Linked DNA regions of Mus musculus: region 1 is linked to region 2. The links are chromatin contacts, called in public Hi-C maps. All regions are on one chromosome and are shown on one strand. Each heading gives the region's core, a stretch centred on a gene start, on an enhancer-like site or on the middle of the called end of the contact. The rest is flanking DNA. Distances are from core to core; before and after follow the strand shown. Region 1 overlaps Fggy (FGGY carbohydrate kinase domain containing). Region 2 has its middle 71 kb from the start of Gm32240.

Region 1 (4,758 bases), core at 14-2,513, 460 kb before region 2:
TTGCCTCACTTGACAAATGCAGGGGGAGAGCAGGATGTGCAGAGCTGTTTTCTGAACTTCATGTGAGATTACAAGTCACGTCTGTTCATAACTCAACTCTGAGACTCAGGTGCTCCCATGGCCAAATAAGGGGTGGCACATCTGCTCTGTTCAACTACAAAGTTGCTCTGAGGAGTAACTGGGCAGAAATGTGCTTCTCCAGTCTAAAGTTTAGAAATGTAACAGACCATTGCTAATAACAATGCTTGCTATAAAATCACCTCATCTTATACACATCTGTGTATAATAATTATAAGTAAACACTCCCCAAATCACATTATTGAAACCTGCTGCTTCCCCACCCTCTCTCCCAGAATACAGAAAATGGTGAGATAGTAACTGGCATGGTTTGTCACTAAAACAACTGTGATTTGTCCTAGCAAGGCAAGAACCAGAAGTTCTTTCCCTAAGACTGGCTAAATAAATTCCTCTGCCATTAGAAAAACAAACAAACAAACAAACAAACAAGAAAATGCAAAATCCTTATTTTGTTTCAACACAACTCAGAAGAGCAGTTTAAGCGAATGCAACATCTGACAGAAAATCCAATGTTGAGAATCAAAGACCTGTGTTCAACCTAGCAAAAATGTATGATTTTGACCAGAGCATGTTAATATGAGCGTAACCAGAAATTATGGAGATTCTGATACATTTAGGTGTAGATGAAGAATTGCTGGGACCCAATGCTTCTTCCTGAAGTACTGAACCAAGTACAGCTAGTATGAAAGGACAGCGGCCTCAGCTGAAGTGAGTGTCCACTGGTAAGGGAATGCCATTCTTTCATTCACCCAGTCACTAACTGTGACACCAGCTACTCAGGATGAAATGACTGTGCTATAAGAACCTACACATGAGTAAATAAGATGATACTGACATACAAACCAGCAAACATAACAACAAGAACACAGACAAAAGAAAGAGAGTCAGGGAGCCAGGGAAGGTTTCTATAAGAAGATGGCAGCATCTTCAAGCTTCGATGGAGAGTCAGAAGTCTGTGTGATAGGCAGGACCCACTGAAAGGAGTGGGGCCTGAGAGAGAAATGAAGTTGTTATTTTCTTTCAGGACAGTTGGGGCGCTGGAGCCAAGAACAGACCTGGAACAAAGTTAATGCTATTTTTACAAGCTAGAAAAATACCAGCAGCAGGAGTCCTGGCCGAACCACCCCCACAAAGTGCAAACAAAACCCCTCCTATCTGCTGCCTGTCTGCCGGAGAACTCTCTAACCAGTCCTTTCAGAACAAAATGTTCTTTTATCTTTGATTTTTTTTTCATTCCCACAAAGTCCTTCCTCCTCTCTTTCCAGAGCTGGAAAACACATGAATTGAGCTGTGTTGCTCTTTGATCTTTATCTTCCCCTCCCAGGCTGTCTTTGGGAATGAGAGTCTATGGGATATTTCTGCTGAGAGTTGACCCCTCCTCCTGGTCAGAATATGGGGTCCATAGCTGGTCAGGTCAGGCAAGCATATGACAGCCCATGGTTGTCAAGGCAGCTTTGTGAGAGGCCTGCATGGCATCCCATTACAAAGTTAGGCTCTTATATTGACATTTGGGGGTCTCAGCACTAAATTCATCCAACCAGTACTTATGGCTGTTTCTGGAAACCTATACAACTGAGAGTACTGAATTCCACATTCTCTTAGAGGACACGAGAAAGACAAAACCAGGGCACCTGGGGAGACAGAGCGAGTTGCATCTTTAGATTCTTCTTTTCTGCCTGACTATCTCCCGGACAGGAAGTGGAAGTTCTGTTGAGAGATATTTCACACCTGGGAGGGAACTTCATAAACAAATTACGTAAAAAAAATTGTGGGTGAATGTCTTTCATCCACAAATGAAAGGCATTCATCCACTAAGGTCTTCCCTTTCTAATAGGTATTTAGATTCTGGGGTGAGAAAACCAAAAAGAAAGGCTTCATTATTGGGTGCCTAGTATGTGGCAGACCAGTATACCAACAACTTCCTTTAAGGGGCGTATGTATGTATGTGTGCATGTGTGCGTGTGTGTATGTGTAATGTATATATCATCAGTTTTCACAGAAAAAAGAGATGAGCCATTGATAATCTTTTCCATCAAAGAATAAAAGTTTAAGAGGTAGCCCATTTGTAGGTAGAACAAGAATTTACTCTGGTCAGAAACCTGCTATCTCAAATCAATACTATGAAGCTACATAAACACAAAGCAGGAAGGAACAAGACAAATCTCTCACACTTGTGTGTTTGCTCACTGCTGATCATCTCCAGGTCCACACCCAGAACAGACAGGTCTGCACATGTTGGATTGTTATCTTTATTGTATCTATGGTCAAATGGTCTTCTCAGGTCTCTCAGGCTTTTGCTTTCCTCTGCAACCCAACATGACAGGTGGATAATGAGTGCAAGTTTTGCATCTGGGCCTCTCTACCTTCCCAGATACTCTAATCCTGAGCTGGCTGCAAGGTGATGATGGGACAAGAGACGGGAAAAGAAGGTATAAGGATAAAAGTTGTCCAGAATTGTCAGTAATGAGAATCCCTTCAGTCAACCTCTCCAGTCAGCACAGACCCGAGTTCTGTCCTTTAAGAACCTAGGACTTTACTCTTATCTTTGAACTTCACAAACTCACTTTCCATATGTACTGATTAATGAACGTGAGAGAACTTTAGCAAAAAAGACATAGGCCAAAGATTCTGGAGGTAAAATTTGTGTCAGTGAGCTCTGCATTTAGGCAATAAATTGGGGCCATCTAGGAGTTTCTCCTCTCGGACAGTACAGAGTGTCCTGGGCAGAAATAAGAAGGTGTGTTTTGACACGTCCTTAGAGAGACCAGGGACACTGACAAGGAAACCGCAATGCCTGTGGCTCCCCACTACAAGGCCCTCTTCCCTGAAGCAAGTAGTAGCCACAGACAAGTGTTTGTCACCTGGGTGAGGCAAATGGTTGAAACTGTCCCCGCAGGGACAATTGCAAAAGACAATGAAGAAAGCTTCCCCGACTGCTTCTGTGATCTACCCTGTCAGGGTGACTGTGTGGCAGGAACACTCCATGTCTGTCCACACCTCCAGTTCTGTCTGTCATTGTGCTTTAAAAGCCCAACACATGACATTCTACTCAGAAGCGCTGCTCATACTGGGAAGTGCTGGAGAAAAACAGCCTTGCCTGTGGTCAGAGCCACACCACACCACCCAATTATCACATATGCAGCACTCTTGTTTATTTTGTCTCTGGACCAGAGCCTGAGAACAGGAAGATGAAGAGGGATGGAGCCCTCGAGCTGATAAGTGCCATCCAATCCACACACCAGGAACCAGATGACCCTTTAAAGTTTAATGCGACTTTACTCAACACATTTCTTAGCCACCCATAAAATCACAGTACAAGGCTCACCACTAGGAATACGAGAACAATAATATGATGTCCTTGTTCTCAAGGAGTTAACAGTCTGGTAGAAAAGAAATCAGACCAATCATAAACTTACAATGCAATGTGATCATTTCTTCAAATAAATAAATGTGATAAAAGAAGCCCAATTAACAGAACGTCTAAATTTGACTGTTCCACTGAGCTCCCTGCAAAGGAGGAAGCTTGTATCAACCCTCAAATTGGAGAGAGTTCTATACCTGAAAATGACTCTGCTCCACAACACTCTTCCGAATTGGGACAGTGTTGACTGGTGGGAGCTCTAAGAGGGGTTCAGAATAGTGTGGCTGGGTATTAATGAAGGGGGCTCCCAGTGAAAGCAGACCATTCCACTTTCATGTTCTTTTGTCTTCTCACCATGTAACACAGACAGACCTTACTAGATGTGAACGTCCTGACCTTGTACTTCCAGGCTACAGAAAGTATAAATTTACCCTCTTGGTGTCTGTGGTCTCAGGAATTCTTCTATAGCAGTGTAAAGTAGCCTGAGACTTTAACCATCATTTCTAGGCAGACAACATATTTTCCAAGTCAGAGATACAATGGAATGAGATCTGGAAACACAATATATTCAAGTCCTTAAAACCTCTTGACCCTAAGGCAGAGGTTCTCAACCTTCCTAGTGCTCGACTCTTAATGAAGTTCTTCATGTGGTGGTGACCCCCAATGGTTAAATTATTTTTATTTCTATTTTGTAACTGTAGTTTTGCTACTGTTATGAATCAGAATGTAAATATCTGTTTTCCAATGGTCTCCAGCAGCTCTGGGAAAGGGTCGTTCCACCCCTCAAAGGGTCATGTCACTGCTCTAAAGTAAATTGTGAATCAGCAATTAAGATTTGGAGTCTTCCTAGGCCACCTGACTGGCTAAACTCTTGCCTCATCTCTCAAACAGCCTCAAGGCTTGTAAGACTTTCATTTTGGCCTGGTATATGAGTACATACACTCACAAATGGAAACATGGGTCCATAACACAGTATTTATTTACCTTTACCATGGGAGACACAGTCTGATGTGTTCTGACTTGCTCTGGTCTACTGTATACCATTCAATTCTGACAATTCAATGTCTTATATTGAGATTTGTGCTGGTATATTTGCCTTATGAATTACAAGCCCTAAGCATTTCAAGAGCATTTGAAACAAATGCTCTTGTACTAAAGGCTAGGGAATAATATATATGACTAGAGTAAAATTGAGAGATTCTGAGAATCATAGTGTCCAAGAAATAAAAAAAGAAGGACTCTGGAGAAGAGATGAGGAGGAGAACACAATCTCCTCTTACATGTAACTGTAATTCTTTGCTTCGCTGTGTATTTCCTGC
Region 2 (5,084 bases), core at 985-3,484:
CTAATTAGTTTTATGTCAACTGACTCAAAGTAAAGTCACCTGAGAGGAAGGAATCTCAATTGAGAACATGTTTCCGTAAGATCAGGCTATAGGCATGCCTATAGGGCATTGTTGATGTGGAAGAGCCCAGCACACTGTGAGTGGTGTCACTCCTGAGCTGGTGGCCCAGGGTTCCCTAAGAAAACAGGCTGAGCAAGCCATGAACAGCAAGACAGTAATCAGAACCCACCCATGGCCTCTGTAACAGCTCCTGTCTCCAGGTTCTTGCTCTATTTGACTTCTTACCCTAATAACCTTGGATGGTGAACTGTTCCCTGGAAGTAGAAGCGAAATAAACCCTTTCTTCCCCAAGTTGCTTGTGTTCATGGTGTTTCATCACAGCAATAGAAACCTTAACTAAGACCACAGTGGTCACATGTACATGGTATGACATAGGTAAAGCACAGTAGGTGGTCTTGTCCTTCCCCAAACAGGCTAAGAGCAGAAACTATTCATCTCTTGTCATTTATTAAGGCGACATTTATTGACCATCTTCTTGATATCACAATAAGTTTATACTATCAACCCAAGCCTTGAACTGTGGAATAGGCACTCACACCACTGCACTGCAAACAGAACATGGAAGATGAACCCCATTGTACAAGCAAAGAGTTGAAACAGAGAACAGCCCTGGACCACACTGGGATTCAGACTCTCCTTGTGCCTGCCCTTTAGTTTTCTCTCACACTTACTTCCTGCACTGATTCTAAAATTGTCTGTAGAACAACAATGTCACTGAAGACACCTTTGGATCTTTAGGGCCTCCATAACCCATGGCAGGCATACATTTATGGAGAAGAGATTTGAATAAAAGAATAAGGTTTTGCATCTAGAGCTCTTGGGTTCTAGAATCATTACTATCTCATGGGAGTTTTAAAAGAGGGAATACTGCCTCACACCCTCTTTGCCTATTTCTGAACAAAACGTGCCAGCAGGTAAAGGTGGGGTTATCTTCAAGGCATACTGAAACTTCCTCAGACTCAACAGAATCCAGGTGAGGGAAATGCCAGAGGTGGAGCAGGCACACCCTAAAATGAGCATCCGTTCAATTCCAAATAGTGGAAGAAGCATGCCAAGTTCAGGCATTGGGCCAGGTAGGTCCAATATGGCAAAGGTGCCTGATAGCAGGGGGTTTCATGTAACACAAGGCGCATGAAGTTATGAAGTATCCAAGAATCTCCTGTTCTGAAAGGGAGACTCCAAACTGACCACATTTGAAGCTCCTACCCCATTCAGGTTAGTCTTGGGCACTCCTACATGTGTGTTAAATCTCTATTCATGGTCTCCCAAGTGATGCAGGAGGCCATTTTTACCCTCACCACCTCCAATAGTTACCAGAATGGAATGGGTTTCCCTTAAAATCACTTCAATATTGTCTCCCATGTCCAATCCCACCCAGTCCTTCCCACAGGCCAGACCCTGCTAGGTAGAAGGGAACAAATTCAGATCTGACCTTTATAGATCGGATATGACAGGTGTGATGTTGGAGGCTAGAATGAATGTCGGGAAGAAGACTAAAAAGATGTAAGCAAGGTCCTTCCAGAACATGGACAGGGATATGACACACAGTTAGTAGAGTTTGGGAAGGCCTCAGAAAGATGCTTGTGTATGAACTGCGCCTTGAAGGTTAAGCAGATGTTTGCCAGCTGGAGAAGGGCATAGAGCAGCCAGAGTCAAGGAGTGGGAGGGGATGTCCAGAGCATGGAAGAGTATAGAGTATGTTTGGGAGAATAACCAGCCACTGAGTGAGAGAACACGGCTGGAACAGCATACCAGAAGAAGTTTCAGGGTTTTCAGATTTTCTTCTGCACATTGCCCTATAAGCAAAGACAGCAGGACTCCCTAAGTCACCCAGGCTCCCAGTGAGTGCCAGGGAAAATGTTTAAGGTATCATTTAACCCAAAGCAAATGTACTATTAGCATTTTTTTTAAATCTCCAAGAAAGAAGAAGAAACAAAAGTTGTTGAAATGTGAAAATAATTAGAGAAACGACTTTCCCAGGGACCAAACATGGCCCACGCTGCGCAGAGGGAAGAACAAACAAACTTAGGGGCGGTTATGAAGCTGTAAAACTCCTTGTTTATTTCTGAAGAAAGAAATAACGTTGGAGCAAAGCCACCGAGCCTGCACAATCATAAATCAAGGCTGAGGCGGTAGGGAAGGAGGAGTAAGCCAATAAATTCAGAGGAAACAACGCTGCATTCCAGCTGTCCCAGGCGGCCTGAGAACCTGCTCTGCTCCGGTTCTGCAGCCCTGGATCACAGCATCCCAAAGTCAGAATGCCCTGCGTGTTCCTTGTGCGCTCGCCCAGTCAGAAAACATTTGGCTCTTCTGAGGGTTGTTCAGTTTTCAGAAAGAAGTGGGGAAAAGTTCTTTCAGAAGGCCCGAGTTCCCCCTTCTTCAGCTGCCTTCTTTCTGCAGGGTAGTTTCAGCCTAACAGAAACCCCCACGAGGCAGGGGGGCACGGTCAGGGCTCTGGAGGGAATTCCCACCCTGTGTGCTCAGAAGGGGAGCCCACGCTTCCATCCCAGACTGCTGGCTTCGGTAAACAGTCTCAGTGGAAAGGTCACCACTGACTTCTGAGCTGAGGGATTTTTCTCAGCTCACACCTCAGGTTTCTGGACAGAGTGGCCTTGTATTGTTTACTGAGAACTTGCTCCACTAACAGCACTGAGCCCTGAGCTGCAAGACACATAGAGCAAGCACCAGGAGCAGGCAAGGCTTCATGCTGGCAACCGGTTTAGTGATGTCCCTGCCTCAGACCTGTATGCTTTATTTTCTGTTTTTTTTAAAGGAGTGTGAACTTACTCCATTGAGTGATTTTACTCCATTGACCCCTACTTCACTCTGAGTCACATAAAGACATCTACACTTTGCATAATCTGCATACCGGCTCAGTACGATTAAACACCATTTTGTACCCTCGTAAGACAGGAAGCTGTGGTTCATTGCTTGCAGCACAAACCTGATGAGTCGGGGACGGTAGGACTCAGGTAAACGTCCACTTTCTATTAGCCACTAAATTCTGTTGTTTCAATAGCCAAAGCCAAAGCCCTGTCTACAGAACTTAAGTGGTTTGGAAACATGGAAAGTGACATGTCACTCAAGTGAATTAAGAGGTGAGTAACCACAATAACAAATTATTCACTGCTAGTTACCGATTACTGGACCACCAATTCCCCATGCCAAGCCCTTTACATATGCTAATTCAATGTGGTGAGAAGGAAGGTGGCAACTCCATTTCAGAGTTTAGAGAACTGAATTAGGGAGGGGCAAGTGTGTGGAAAGGTCACCTCACCCCCCAGAAAAGGAAAGCTATCTTGCTATTAAAGGTCAGTTTTTATATGTCGGGGTCTGTGGTCTCTACAGATGATAGAGAATATATTTGTGGTTTTAAAACTTAAAATGACTAGATTTTGTACTAAATCAGATGCCATCCAAACAGATTTCTACGTTTCTTGTGAATGAAACAAACTTAAATCATCTATATGTTTGTATGTGTGGTTTCTGCATTGTTCATGGAAGTATGTGCACTTGTACATGCATGTGTTTGTGTCAGTATAAAATCCAGAACCTTCCATGATTGTTCTTGAACTACTTATTGAAGATAGTGTGTCTCACTGAACCTAGAGCTCACAGATTTGGGTGTGAAGGCTAGGAGTATACTTGTCTCCACGTGCCCCTCACCACCTCCTCCAATCCTCCATGGTGAAGTTACAGATAGACGTTGTTCCCACCTTTTCTTTGGAGGGGGGATTCTGGGGAAGATGTCCTCATGTTTCACAGCAGCCACTTCACTGTTTGAGCCATGACCCCAGCCTCATGTCTCTATCTTTTGACTCCTGCGTCACCCTATGATGTGAGCAACAGGGATCCCTATTGAACAGCATTGGTCAGCCACACCAGCAGTCGGTACTAGGGGTTGGTGAAAGCCTGGCTATAACTTGTCCCCACTGCATAGCTGCCAGAATTTATCATTCCTTTTCAATAGTCATGTAGTGACTACTGCCCTTTTTTAAGAATAAAATAAGTCTTTATTTATATACATATTCTTATAGTAAAGGGGGAAGCCTTAACTTGCAGGAAAACTCTTGGGCAGTATGTACAACATTCCTTTTATTTCCATGGAATGGAATCAAACACTGACTGAGACCACAAAGTATATACTAGAAATCAGCAAATGCCGGCAACAGAGTAGGAAAATGACAAAGAAATGAAGACTACTGCCTTTTATTGAGCATCTATACATTAAACATTTATTAGCTTTATTTCCAGATGAAGAAATTCTAACTCAGAGGGGAAGTATTTACCCAGAGAGAGCTATAGAAGTGTGGGGACCAACATTTGATGATTTCATGTGTCTATAAGAGTTGTGTGCCTCATCCTTAGTTATGTTGTCTGCGTCTTCCCTCACTGTGTATCTTAGTTTTCCATTTATGTTATGACAAATGACTACACACGCAGACGTTTCCAATACCACACATTTCATTACTCTTTAATAGAGTCCAACTCACCTAAACCAGTGTGGGTGACTGAACTGGAAGCCGTGGCAGCTGCAGAAGTCACAGGAGACCCACGTCCAGCCCCTTCCCAGCATCTCTTACTCATGTTGTTCCTTCATCTCCCATCAGCTGTACCATCAGCTGCTATTGTCTTCCCTCCAAGTGTGCTTCCTGCTTCCTCTAACACGGGCTGCCAGCCACATGTTGCTTTCTCTTCTGTCTGGGCTGAGTGTCCCTCTGGCTCTGTCTGAGGAGAACAATGGGATTGTGTTTGGGTACATCTGGGTAACCCAAGATAATGTTCCCAACTTAGGAGCCAACATTTAATCACATCTTCCTCCCTGTTATGTGATAGCTATAGGTTTCAGAGTTCAGGGCCCAATCAATTTGGGGGATACTTTTTAGTCATCCAAACTTTCTTTCCTCCTGAAAATGGCTTGTCAGATTACTTTACCAAGAGTGGAAATAAGGCTCTGTTTGGCTAGCCACTCTCTTCACTTGTTTCCTTGGTGACTGAAAACGCTACCTCCACCTGTTTCTTCC

The links. Hi-C and Micro-C count contacts between places; a contact is called where the count stands out from the background.
Region 1: a contact with region 2 is called in a Hi-C map of uterus, with 3 times the contacts expected there. The contact joins two enhancer-like sites. A contact is called at or near these places in 3 of 484 Hi-C or Micro-C datasets (liver, nephron progenitors and uterus), 2 of 115 datasets of contacts at active chromatin or transcription factors (heart atrium and kidney) and 1 of 9 other capture datasets (pancreatic islet).

What each region holds. Positions count from the first base shown.
Region 1 is chr4:95,739,611-95,744,368 of GRCm38.p6, reverse strand. The region is part of intron 7 of Fggy (FGGY carbohydrate kinase domain containing); the gene reads right to left. Among named protein-coding and RNA genes, the nearest start is that of Fggy, 180 kb to the right of the region's middle. Within about 2 kb of position 1,263, at least 30 of the 459 cell types and tissues checked have an H3K27ac peak or open chromatin away from gene starts, as enhancers often do. A contact at or near this core is called in uterus, where this site is marked.
Region 2 is chr4:95,276,066-95,281,149 of GRCm38.p6, reverse strand. No RefSeq gene overlaps it. Among named protein-coding and RNA genes, the nearest start is that of Gm32240, 71 kb to the right of the region's middle. Within about 2 kb of position 2,234, at least 100 of the 459 cell types and tissues checked have an H3K27ac peak or open chromatin away from gene starts, as enhancers often do. A contact at or near this core is called in uterus, where this site is marked.